2 separate regions of the Mus musculus genome follow, and region 2 is linked to region 1. The links are chromatin contacts, called in public HiChIP or PLAC-seq maps. All regions are on one chromosome and are shown on one strand. The core of a region is the stretch at or near the end of the contact, and the rest is flanking DNA. Distances in the headings are between cores, read along the strand shown.

Region 1 (6,709 bases), core at 405-2,904:
ATGTGAGTACACTGTTGTTATCTTCCGACATACCGGAAGAGGGCACAGGATGTCATTACAGATGATTGTGAGCCACCATGTGGTTGGTTGCTGGGATTTGAACTCAGGACCTCTGGAAGAGCAGTCAGTGCCCTTAACCGCTGAGCCATCTCTCCAGCCCCAATGTTTCTGTGTTTTAAAAGATTTTCTAATCAGGAATGGAAGTGATGATGCATGACTTTAATCTTCATACTCAGGCAACAGAGGCAGGTGGATTCTGTGAGTCTGAGGCCAGGTTACATGTTTGTCTGTACGAGCATCTCATCACCTAGATTGGAGTGAGATCTGATGTGGGTGCTGGGACCTGAACCCTGGTGAGAGTTCTTAACCCCTGAGCCTCTCTGCAGCCACAAGGGGCGTGCAGTCTGCCTGTGGGTAATTACTGAGAACGAGTGCGGTGCACTGAGGACTTCAGTGTACGTCGCTGCTGTCGGGACTTCTTAATGAAAAGCTCACTGCTTGCTCTTTTTTAATTTTTTTCAGTGTTCTGGTAACCATGGCTGTCCTGGAGCCTTTCATGTAGCCCACGTTGGCCTTTATCTTACCATCATCCTCTTACCTCAGTCTCCCATGTGTTCAGATAAAGGCAGAGCTACCATGCCTGTGAAAAACTTCTGCCTTTAATTTCTCTTAAAATAACACTATGTCTAAACCATTTTAGTAGTTAATAAGATTTTTAATTTTGGAAACCATGTATTTTTAGTATCAACTCATTTTAACAGTTTTTAAACACTTTTGTTTTCTCTTTGGTTTTTCGAGACAGGGTTTCTCTATGTAGCCCTGGCTGTCCTGGAACTCACTCTGTAGTCCAGGCTGGCCATGAACTCAGAAATCCACCTGCCTCTGCCTCCCAAGTGCTGGGATTAAAGGCGTGCGCCAACACTACCCGACAACACTTTTTTCTTTTTTGTTTTCTAAGATCGGTTCTCTTTATGTAGCCCTGGCTATACTAGAACTCAAAGCATATTTTACAACTCCTTTAAAAAGATACTTAAACTTTATTTTGTTTATTTTTAAAAGAGAGTCCATCCTACTGTGTAGACTGGACTCTGGCCCACCGGCCTTAGCTTCCCAATGCTGGCGTGATGATCGACTGCCACTAGGCCCAGTTTGTTTTGATGGGGCCTTGTTGAATTGCCCAGACTGGCCTCAATTTCAAGATCTTCCTGCCTCAACCAGAAAGTATTAGCATGTACTACTGTACCTCGCTGACAGTCTTTAAGAATGGCTCCATTGTGGAATAATTGCCATATGGTTAACTATACATAGAGGATTCAATGTGATGACTTTTTTTTTTTTTTTAATTTTCAAGATAAGGTTTCTCTGTATAACAGTCCTATCTGTCCTGGAATTCACTCTGTAGACTAGGCTGGCCTCGAACTCACAGAGACCCACCTGCCTCCCAAGCACTGGGATTAAAAGGTGTGCACCACCACTTCTGGCTCAATGCGATGACTTATAGCATGCATAAATACTCGTAAAAATCCATAAAATTCTTTGTAGTGAAGAAAAGAGCAGGCCTCATTACCCCCAAGTTGCCCATGTTCCCTTTGTGCTGTCCCCATGCCTTTCCCCACCCCTAGCAACCACCCTCAGGTCTTTTTGTCACCTCCCTCTGGGGTTACTCTTCCAGAAGTTATATAAATAGAGCCATGCTGGGCTGGAGAGATGGCTCAGCCATCAAAGGCGAGGCTCACTCAAAATTAAATAGAATCTTACAGACTTTTTTTGTCTGGCTTCTTTAATTAGCATAATTATTTTGAAATTGATGGGTGTTATGTCAGTAGTCTTGTTTTATTTCTGAGTTGTAGCCGGTTATATGCTTATGCCATAGTTCTTTGGCCAGTTCCTTGTTTCAATATTTGGGGGAGGTTTCAATTTGACATATTACAAATATTCAGTTACAAAACTTCAAATGGTCATGTGCTCATTTATTTCGGGTAAATGCCTAAGAGTAGAAAATAACCCAGTGTTGCAGGCTGTGGTGAGCTTCTTGAGATAATACCACTTTTCCAAATTGGTTGAATAACTGCATTCTTGGATTCTTGATATGCCTCGCAGCCACCCCACCCTCGTCAGCCCTCAAGGGTCAGTCCCAAGCTTTCAAACCTTTTAGAATGTATGTGCTAGCATTTCTTAGTCTTTAATTTGCATATCTCTAATGAGCAATGGTGTTGAATGTTTTTGTTTATCACGCTGATGAACCTTCTCCAGTGAGATGTCTGGTGCAGTGTGCTGCCCATTTTCAAATTGTGAGGACTCTTTATGTTCTGGATATGTAAGTTATAATACATATACCTTGCAAATCATTGAATATCAGTGAAGTCCTTTTTGTCATTTTTTTTCTCTTGGAAATGTGGGGTTTCTTTTTTTGTGAAGTTATCTATGAAATCTTATCCTGTTTTTTAAGTTTCTTTCCAAATCTTTTTTTTTTTTTTTGGTAGTTATATGCTTTATAATTTATCTGTTATTGGGTATCATGACACACACTTGTTATCTCAACTTCTTATTTGGGAAGCTGGGGCAAACCCAGCTCACAGCCCAGGCTCAAAGACAACTTTCATTTAGATCTGTGGTCTGTTTTAAGTTGATTTTGTGTATGTAACACAATATGGGTCAGAGTTTGTTTCTCTGTGGATGTCCTTGATCAGCATTGCGCTTGAAGAAGACTGTTGTTTGCAGTGAAGTGTCTTTGTGCCCTGGCACACACTGGTTCACAGATCTGGCCTCGATTCTGTCCCACTGATCAGTTAGTGCTTGTACCAGTGACACATTCCTGCTATTACTGTAATTGTATATTAGGTCTTGGTATCACTGTTTAACAAGGTGGTGGTTATTTTGGTTTTGGTTCTTAATAAAATAGTTGGGCCTGGTCGTACACATCTTTAGTCCCAACAGCAGGAGGCAGGAAGCAGATCTCTGAGTTCAAGGTCAGCTGGTCTATTTACTTTGTATATTTAAGTCCTAAGTGGTTTTGCCAATCACTTTGCAAACCTTTCTTTTAAAAGGCCAACTGGCAGTTTGTGATTGCATTGATTCCCTTCCTATGTTGTGTAGAGGATTTTTGGAACTGATATTTTCTTTTTTTTTTTTTTTTGGTTTTTCGAGACAGGGTTTCTCTGTATAGTCCTGGCTGTCCTGGAACTCACTTTGTAGACCAGGCTGGCCTTGAACTCAGAAATCTGCGTGCCTCTGCCTCCCGAGTGCTGGGATTAAAGGCATGCGCCACCACACCCGGCGGAACTGATATTTTCATAATGCTGGTCTTATTCCATGAATAGTATAATTCTATATTTATTTAGATCTTTTAACTAAAATTCTTGATTGTGGTAAATAACACAAAGTTTAAAGTTTAAAGTTTAAAGTTACCATCTCATCCATTTTGTTTCTGTTTTTGTTGTTGTTGTTGGATTTTGTTTGTTTTTGTTTTTTCAAGACAGCATTTCTCTGTAGTCTTGGCTGCCCTGGAACCCATTCTATAGACCAGGCTGGCCTCAAACTTACAGAGATCCTCTGCCTTCCCATTGCCAGGATTAAAGGCACATGCCATCACTGCCTGACTCATCATAACCAGTTTTTAACTCATAGTTTAATATTAACCACATTCACAGTGTGCTCTAGAACCATTGAACTGCCCTGCCATCTGCACGATGAGTTATCTTTTCTGGTTCTTAGTGTGACACTCTAGATCTTGCCTTCTCCTGGTTTGCTTACTTCGCTCAGTGCCGTGCACTCAAGAGTCACCCATGTCATAGTGTGACAGGATTTCTTGTCACATTTTTATTTATTTATTTATTTTTGGTTTTTCGAGACAGGGTTTCTCTGTATAGTCCTGGCTGTCCGGGAACTCACTTTGTAGACCAGCCTGGCCTCAGAACTCAGAAATCTGCCTGCCTCTGCCTCCCGAGTGCTGGGATTAAAGGCGTGCGCCACCACACCCGGCTCTTGTCACATTGTTTTCCTTCCTACTCCCTCCTGTCTTCTTTCCAACATAGCCAGGACTACAGGTGTGCACACCGTGTCTGCCTAGGAGTTCTTTAAGGCTGAGGAATTCTCTATTGCATATTTATAATGCTTTTTTTTTTTTGGTATCCATTGTCAATGGATGTTTGAGTTGTTGGACTTCTGCCACCTGGCTATAAAGGATAGTGTGCTTCTGTGAGTATGGCTATGCACACTTCTCTTTGAAATCCTCTTTGCAATTAAGTAATTTAGTAAATACACTCAAAGTGGGATCACTAGATCATATGCTCTTTTTAATTATTTTGAGCAGGGTCTTGGTTTGCCCCAAACTTAATGTCCTTCTGCCTCAATGTCCTGAGTGCTGGGAATGCAGGGTTGTGCCACCATGGCTAACCCCACCTACCTCAGGAATGTTGCTCTCCTTAGTGGTTGTATCATTTTATGTACCAGAAAACAAAGTATGAGGGCCACAGTTTCTTTACATCACCACTTGTCATTTCCTCTTTATTTTCCTAGAGCTGCGTCTCTAACTTGGCAAGCCCTGTAGACTGAGCTACATCCAGCCAGTCTTTGGTAGGGGTGGTTTTGATGGTGGCTATCCTAGCGTGAGATAAGCTTTGATATGTCCCAGAGAGAATCTGCCAAGAGTTTCTTGCATTTGTAGATTCCCTGTTCTTTGCTGCTTGTTCCTTTGATGCACTTTGTGGGTGGTGTAGTTGTTTGTTTTGCTTTTGTTCCTTAATTTCTCTTAGCACCGTTTTTGTAATTTCGTGAGGACAAGACATTTGGGACAGGAGTCCCTAGACTATTCTTGGTTCTGTAATTCAGTGGGAGGCCTCATAGACCACAGGAAAATGATAGTGTTCACTATTACAGTTGATTGCAGTGAAAGCATACAGATTATTGCCAGGCGTGGTGGCACATTCCTTTAATCCCAGCACTTGGGAGGCAGAGGCAGGTGGATTTCTGAGTTCGAGGCCAGTCTGGTCTACAGAATGAGTTCCAGGACAGCCAAGTATACACAAAGAAACCCTATCTTGAGAAACCAAAAAAAAAAAAAAAAAAATACAGATTATCATTGGTAATAGAAGAAGGCACTTCAGGCAGGCCAGAGGGCACCTGCTTGAGATTCCAGTGGATTTATGCAGACAGTGCTTAATTCTCCTGGCTACAGCATGTGACAACACCCTTGCAGTATTTTCAACCAGGGGAACAAACTCAAGCCTCAATGGCCAAGGTTTTTACTGTTAGCGGTCTATACAAACATGGTTGGCCTTTGTTTTCTACCCCCTTTAGGGGCCAAGCTAACTCTGACCTCCTCCGAGATCACAGTCTAGGTTGCTGGTGTGTCCCAAGGCATCTGTAAACAGCCCAATAGGCTACTCCAAGGGCTTGCAGACCCCTCCTGGGGTCTGAGCAGCGCAGAAGCTTCTTGGCAGGGGCCGGGTCTAGGAGACCCTAAGACACAGAGTTCGTAGCTCTACTGCTCAGTGGGACCGTAAATCTTTCTAACCACCCGGCTTGGCTTTCTGATGTCTTTGCGGTAATGCCCAAAAGGAATCACATCCCAGGTGTTCCTTTACCACCTGTTTATTCTCTGCAGAGTGGTCCCAGACTGTAGTAATTGTGCTTATTTGTGTCCCTTGCCCCAGAGTAGCTCAGGAGTCCAGGACCTTGTCTGTCTCACTTCACTGCTCAGTTCCTGGCTCCCAGTGCCCTGTGTTCAAGTGACTGAGATTCAGCTCCGCCCCCCCCCAACTCCCCACCTCCCACCAACACACACTGTAGCAAATGCAGTAATCAGTACTTAGAAACTGAAACAAGTTTATGTAACCAGGGAATGGCAAAAGACACGAATATAGTTTAATTTTTAAGTTTTTTTTATATGTATGAGAACAGGCAGTTCTGAGCTACCATGAAAGTTCTAGGAACTAAGCCTGTGTCCTATGCAAGAGCCCTAAGTGTTCAGTAAAAATTAAAATTACACTGAGACCTTGTATCTCACCTACCAGATTGGTAAGAAATCCAGGCATTAGCTCCCATGATTGTGAAGTTAACAGTTTTCTACACTGGCAAAACTCTAAACTGGCGCAATCTCTCAGAAATGAAGGCAGGTTGGCAAATGTAATAGAATTTCAAATATACCTTGATTCAGCAGTTATTCCTCAGAGAACTTGCTCTACAACTGCATTGGGTAAGTATATACGTGTCGCTAAGTGACTAAGGAGGCCTGCCCTGCAGTGTTGTTTGTAAGGCAAAAGGTTGGAAGCAAATTAGATTTCCACTGTTAGGGATCAGGCAAATAAGCACAGTGAATTTCTACAGTGGCTGTGTGACTGCCTAGAAAGCTAAGAAATAGAAACATGAAGAGACAGGCACAGGGACACAGGACCTATAGTCCCAGCTCCTTCAGAGGCTGAGACAGGATTGGGCATAAGTTCAGGACTAACTTGGAGGACAGAGTAGCAAGCCTGTCTCAAGTTGAAAAAAGAAAAAGAAGATGTCTTTGTTTTGGTGTGTAAGAACCTCTGAGTGCAGGAGCAAAGCACAGCCTTGTGTAGCGGGGGCGCTGGGTTCCAGCTCGGCTCAGTAGCACTCAGAAGTTGGGTCTTACGAGACAGCAGCTCAGGAGCAGGGAGACCTTAAACCTTCAGAAGAAAATGAGGAACTGTTGTACACTTTTTCATACTTTCTTTCTTTAAAATCA
Region 2 (7,006 bases), core at 64-2,563, 580 kb after region 1:
ACCACAAAAAATAAAAATAAAACCATATCAGGAAAAAAATACCCATATGATACATGGTACAACTCAAGTCATACAAACGACTGTAACCCTTAGTGTGAAGAGAAAATTCAGAAGGGAGGAAAATAAATAAACCTGAACTCCTCCATGCAGTTTTTGAACATCTGAGACCTGGAGAAAAGGGGACTTCACATCAAAAAGGGCCCAAACTAAGTTTCTTCTCTTTGAGTTTTAGATGTAATCTATAGTCTCCCTCTGTTTTCTGCTATCACTTTTATTGTTTTTGAGCGTTTCCTCTTTCTCTGGTTCACTCAGCTGACCACCAAGAGATCAGATCCTGCTGGAAAGTTATTTGGAATGTGGTAACAGTCTCCTACCCCATTCTTCAAGTTTTCCAAACGAAGTGAAAATGTTCAGATGTTCTGTTACCCGGGCCTCCAGTCCATCTGATGGCTGCCCATTTGCCGGCGGTACTGGTATTTTTCAGCTACTCTTTATACCAGAGTTAGAGCTCCGCGATTAGCCCTTGCTGGAATACAGTGCTAAGGGCGATTCCTACAGCCGCTTGATTAAGTCCGTTAGGGTTTGCAGTTCCTGGAGATCCCAAGTTATTCTAGAAACAAACCACACCCGATAGTGACTAGTCAAGTGGTTCTCAAACCATGAGTTTCTAGCTTCTTGGGGTCCCCTTAGACCATCGGAAAACATTTCCATTACGGGTCGAAACAATAGCAAAATAACAATTATGAAGTAGCAATGAAAATAATTTTATGGTTGGGGGGGTCACCACGCACGAGGGTCACAGCATTAGGAAGGTTGAGAACCGCTGCTTTAGTCCTCTAGATCTCAGCTTGTTCACCTACAAAACAAGGGTTAGACTTGATGCTATTTCTCACTGTGATTCCCCAACCTAAGACTCAGTGAATCTAACATGAATCAAGTTTCTTCCAGAGGCTGGGGCTGGCTGTCAGGGCGTCTGCCTAGACCGTGCCAGGACGCGGGTTCAACCTCTGGGGGCACAAGAGGACACAGGGGACTTGATCTGAAGTCATTAGTTAATTTGCTCTCTTGGTCCTGGAGGCGGGGTCGGCCACGGAGCCCTAATGAGGTTAACTTATGGATACTCCTTGCCTAGACTAGCAACGTATCCTGTGATTCTCACCAACCTTGGGGACCAAAGGATCGCGTATGAACTTCAAAACCCCGGCCCTAGGAGACGAGAGGGCAAGGAGGCCGGCTTAGTCCTGCGCTTGCGCAGTGTGGTCCTAGGGCTAAGGTCGTGCCGCCAGCTGACCCTTCGCTGTTCATCAAATCCCGCGAGATCTCAAACTGACAGACACGCAGGGGGGCCACTGTATCGCTGCACCGGAAGCTGGATTAAGCCCGCAGAAAAGGAGGAAGTGCCGAGCCAGGGTGACCTGTGGGCGTCCTCCTCGAGCTCCGGGCGACACCGGCGGTATAGCTTGGGACGCTAGACTAGGGAATGCCCCGTAACAGGTGCTCTCCGTTTTGTAAGAATTCCGAGGGTGAAGTTTGGGCGCGACTGTGTTTGAGGTGCTTCAGATTTGAACATCTATTGAGCGCCTACTGTGTGCCACGCATAGGGGTATACTTATGTCATGTTGAAAAACCTCAGCACCAAGAGGTTTTGATCCTCTTGGTGCTGAGGATCCAGGAAGTCGGCTTGAAAATGTGAGATTACTAGTAATTTCTGTGAAAGTGGTTAGTCGTGGGAGCCATAGAGGAAGGTTGGCTTTCTGAGGTGGACATTTGCACACGATGGCATAGACAGCACAGGGAAGGTCAGCAGAGCCCTTTGTGGCAGAATGGTTGAACAAAGTACGGCTAAACAGGAAGTGTGTTTTATTAAAAGATATTGGGGATAAGTTGTGCGACCTTGGACAAGTTATTCAGCCCCTGTATGGCGTCTGTGAAAAGGATAGCATGTTTGCAACTTCATGGCGGTGGTGTTTGAGGACGGAGTTGTATTTAAGCAAGCTGATTAATAATTTATTTTCTTCTGTATTGGGAATTGAGTCCAAGATCAGCCTTCCACCTCCCCTATGCATGCTGGGCAAGAGGTTTTTACTACTGGGCTATATTGCCAGACTGTTTTTCATTTTTATTTTGGGACAGGTTCTCACTAATTTGCCCAGGCTGGCCTTGAATTTGCCGTCTGTATTCCATCTGCCCAATAACTGGGATTACAAATGTAAGACGCTACCATGCTAGAGCATGTCAACTCACCCAGTTCTGGGATGCCTGGAAACATTCAGGAAATAAACTATATGACCCCTCCGAGGTCCCACCCAGCTAGAAACAGAACATGTCCTTTGCCCTTGTGAGTTCAGTGAGCTTTTCCTTACAATAGTCTGCTACACAGATGCTTAAGGCGTATTTTTAATGACTGTCATTGAACCAGATCTTTTGGTGGTATTTTAGAATGGTCGAATCAATTAGAAACCCACTTTAATTTAACAGCAAATGGGGTTTACTGAGGTCTACTCAGCTCTGCCTCCATTATGATGCCTCCTAACCCACTGCCCTTCAGGTCTTGAATGTGATCTTTATTTTAGATGGAGAACCTGTGAGTAAGTCATGGTTGATTTTGTTTGTTTGTTTGTTTGTTTGTTTTCGAGACAAGGTCTCTCATATCCCAGAATTCTGGCCTTGAATTTTGTTATGTAGTTAAGTCTGGCTTTGAACTCATTCCTCTCTCTTCTACCTCCCATGTGCTGAATTACAGGTGGGAGGCATCACACTGGCTCTGTTATGTGTATCTAGAGAAATAAGGCAGAATGCTGAAAATGGAGAACAGATAACTGTCACCGTGTGATGCCTAACACTGACTGTCAACTTGGGGGGATCAGAAATCACTGAATAGACAAGTTCAAGGTGTACCCATGAGGGATTGGCTTCATTTTAAGATGACTAAGGTGGGAAGATTCACCCCAAGGCTGAGTAGGACGATTTTTTAGGTTTGGGTCCTGGACTGAATAAAAACGACAAAGCCAGTTGAACACCAGCATTCCTTGTTCTGGTTTTTTTTTTTTCCCTAAAGACTTATTTATTTTATGTATATGTGTACACTGTAGTTGTGAACCTTCATGTGGTTGCTGGGAATTGAATTTAGGACCTCTGTTCACTCTGGTTGGCTCTGCTCATTTATTATTATAAATAAGTGCACTGAAGCCGTCTTCAGACGCACTCATTACAGGTGGTTGTGATCCACCATGTGGTTGCTGGGAATTGAACTCAGGACCTTTGGAAGAGCAGTTGGTACTCTTACCCACTGAGCCATCTCGACAGCCTCGTTGTTCTTTTTCTTGACTGTTGGTGTGGTGTGAGTGACTGCTTCAAGCACCCAGAGTGACTTCTCCATGACGACTGTGCCCTTAAACTGTAGCCAAAATAACCCTTGTCTCCTCTGCCTTCAGTTGCTCCTGTCAGGGTATTTTATCACAGCAATAGGAAAAGAAACTCAGGCAGTTGGGCAGCAGTCCTTTGATTGAAGATTTAGCCATCACAGTACAGGTAATAACCACTCAAGGACAGTCTGACAGTTGTAGCTGAATAAACTTGGTTTTTAATTTTTATGTGATTTCTATACATGGTGATTCCATAGGCAGTATCTGTGGCTGGGTGTAAAGAGATGCACTTGGAGTCTGCACCCAGTTGGAGGGTGTGACAAGGGACATGCTGGAACTCAGGAATTTGAGCACCTAGCAGCCATATCTCCCCACTATACTAAATGATGTGACGAATAAGATGTAGACAGCACTGCCTTTATAGATGCCCACCCCATCCTGCCCCCAACCCCAATCTGAAGCATTGACCAGGGGCTGGGTGCAATCCCCAATAGTTGGCAAGAGAGAGAGAGATTGAATCTCATCGGTCCTCTAAACCGACTGATCATTTCCAAATAAGAGAAGAAAATAGAAGAACAAGGCAGGTTACACTGAGGAACCAGTCAGTACATTCTCCAGACAAAAGAGTGAAGAAGCAAAGCCAGGAGAGACTCCAAATGTGATGTGTGAGCCGTAAGTCCCAATTCTGGTCATGCTCTGTAAAAACATCTGCAGGCATTCGGGCAGGTTGACTTAGCACCAGATGTTGGAGGGTAAGGACTTACCTGTGCTATTGCTTCTGTTAATAGTCATTCATTACATAATTACTGTTAACTAGTATTTATGTTGCCAGAGGAACTTACCTGAAGGGTTTTGAGTGAAGTGGGATGGAAATGGGATTCTCTTTAAAGGAAGGCTGCAGAGTGTTTTACCCTGATGAGTTATATCCCAAAGGGAAGAGTGAATTTGAGAGTAACTACCATTCTCAGATGGTGGCCATTTTTTCTGCCACCATCAGTGAGACTTATCAGTGTGTGTGCTAGAGAAGCTAAAGGAGTGGAGATGCTTCTGTAGTCTTCAGCCTGGCTTACTAAACCTCTTACTAACGTTTCCAGCATCGGACATTTGGTTCTTTTACCTGTTTGGATCCCAGGTTTCAAGCCTAGGACCTCATACATACCAGGCAAGTGTCCTACTAGACTGAAGCTCCAGTCTGAAATCATTTTTAGAAAATTTATTGTATGCCTGCGTGTTTGCAGGCATGTTTGTGCCTCAAATGCATGTGTAGTGCCTAGGGAGGCCAGAAGAGGGCACTGATCCCCTGGAACTGGTGCAGCCAGCGGGTGTTAGGAACTGACCCATACACTATGCAAGAGCAGCAAGTGCTCTTAATAGCTGAGCCATCTCTCCAGTCCTTTCTTAATAATTGATTAAGAACAGAGTTGGGGCTGGGTGTGGTGGTGCAAGTCTTTAAACCCAGTACTCTGGAGGCAGAGGCAAGCAGGTCTCTCTGAGTTCGAGGTCAGCTTGGTCTACATAGTGAGTTTCAGGCCAGCCAGGTCTATATAATGAGACCCTGACTGAAAACAAAGAGAAGTAAACAGGAAAAGTGAAATTGTTCTTCTGTAGCGTTGAGTACCTGCAGGAGAGTCAGGTAGCAGTCCGGTTGTGATGTCAAAGCCCTGTCTGAGGAGGTAGTGGTAGAATGGGAAGTGTGGGAGCCGTGAGGTCTGGCTGAGAGCTATGCCTTTCAATTCCACTACATCCCACTCCTGCCGTCACCTGTGCTATGGTTTTGGGCACACATTATACTAAACTTCCTTTGTAAGATGAAGTTACTTTAATAATGGATATAATTTCTCCACATCTACTGGGGATTGGTTTCACGATCATATGAATATCAATGGTTATCAAAATTTGCAGATGTCCAAATTCCTTAAAATAAGATGGTCTATTAGTGTATCATTTACACATCTTCCTATAAACTTCAAGTCCCCTCTAGATTACCTATAATACTCAACGCAATATAAACAATGTAAATAGTTGTTACACTATGTTGTTCAAAGAATAATGAGTCTGTAGGTGTTTAGTACAGAGTATCTCTTTTAATACTTCTGAAAATATTGGTTGATTGAGATAGAGCCTTGCTGTGTAGTCCAAAAACATTTTTTTTTTGTTTTTTCGAGACAGGGTTTCTCTGTGTAGTCCTGGCTGTCCTGTAACTCTCTCAGTAGACCAGGCTGGCCTCGAACTCAGAGATCCACCTGCCTCTGCCTCCTGAGTGCTGGAATTAAAGGCGTGCACCACCACTCCACTGCCCATCGATCACACTGACCTCTTCATTCATACTCCTGAGTGCTGAGATTCTATCAGACATTACACTGGCTTTTTTTTTTTTTTTAATATTTTCAATCTACAGTTGACTCTTTGGGTGCAGAGATCAGGGGTATGGTATACTGATGTGTCTATAACTTTGTTGTTGCAAGCAGTAGTAATGGAATCTTTGCAAAAGTTATCTGTAAATTATCCATATCTATATAAATACTAACTAAGCAAGTCACAAATGAGCAGAAAAATTAGCAAAGCCTACTTGCCTATTAAAAATTAATTATCCGCTTAAACATGCAGCATGGAAAATTTCTTTTTTTCTGAGACAGGGTTTCTTTGTGTTGCTCTGGCTGTCTTGGTAACCAGTCCTCAAACTCACAGAGATCCACCTGACTGCCTACCCAGTGCTGGGATTAAAGGAGGTGTTTGACTGTGAAGACTCAGACAGTTTGGGTTTGAATTGGCTCCAGTACTCGGGTTTAGTGCTTAAGTCCTCTAAGGTGCAGTTCCCTCATCTTTAAGATGGAGGTAATGGCTGGAGAGATGGTTCTACAGGTAGAGGTGGTACTCAAAGATCTGATGGCTTGTGTTCAATCCCTGCATCCCACAAGGTAACAGAAGAGAACCAGTTCCCTAGAGTTGTCCTTTGACCTACCCTGAGCACTGTGATGTATGCACACCAGTGAGCATGCATGTGTACACATGAGCACATAGATAGGGGCTAATCCTGTTAGGTAATTAACTGGGGACTTTCTTTCTTTTCTTTTCTTTTCTTTTTTTTTTTTTTTTTTGTTTTTCGAGACAGGGTTTCTCTGTGTAGCCCTGGCTGTTCTGGAACTCACTCTGGAGACCAGGCTGGCCTTGAACTCAGAAATCTGCCTGCCTCTGCCTCCCGAGTGCTGGGATTAAAGGCACCTGCACACACACTCAGAACACTGAGGTTACCTTCTGACTGTCACATGTGTACACATGTGCACCCGCACACACTCTCAGAACTCTGAGGTTAACTTCTGACTGTCACATGTGTACACATGTGCACCTGCACACACACTCAGGACACTGAGGTTAACTTCTGACTGTCACATGTGTACACATGTGCACCTGCACACACACTCAGGACACTGAGGTTAACTTCTGACTGTCACATGTGTACCCATGTGCACCTGCACACACACTCAGGACACTGAGGTTAACTTCTGACTGTCACATGTGTACACATGTGCACCTGCACACACACTCAGGACACTGAGGTTAACTTCTGACTGTCACATGTGTATACATGTGCACCTGCACACACACTCAGAACACTTAGGTTAACTTCTGACTGTCACATG

The links. HiChIP or PLAC-seq counts read pairs in DNA pulled down with a chosen protein or histone mark.
Region 2: an H3K4me3 HiChIP or PLAC-seq map of bone marrow-derived macrophages shows a contact between it and region 1, with 3 times the contacts expected there. The contact joins the promoter of Ptgr2 here to the enhancer-like site in region 1. A contact is called at or near these places in 1 of 39 promoter capture datasets (liver), 1 of 484 Hi-C or Micro-C datasets (B cells), 3 of 115 datasets of contacts at active chromatin or transcription factors (the SCID.adh cell line and bone marrow-derived macrophages) and 1 of 9 other capture datasets (embryonic stem cells).

The regions. Positions count from the first base shown.
Region 1 is chr12:83,701,442-83,708,150 of GRCm38.p6, forward strand. The region is part of intron 3 of Psen1 (presenilin 1); the gene reads left to right. Among named protein-coding and RNA genes, the nearest start is that of Psen1, 17 kb to the left of the region's middle. Within about 2 kb of position 1,655, at least 10 of the 459 cell types and tissues checked have an H3K27ac peak or open chromatin away from gene starts, as enhancers often do. A contact at or near this core is called in bone marrow-derived macrophages, where this site is marked.
Region 2 is chr12:84,283,983-84,290,988 of GRCm38.p6, forward strand. Ptgr2 (prostaglandin reductase 2) reads left to right here and starts at 1,314. Exons shown (of 10, transcript NM_029880.3): 1 at 1,314-1,494.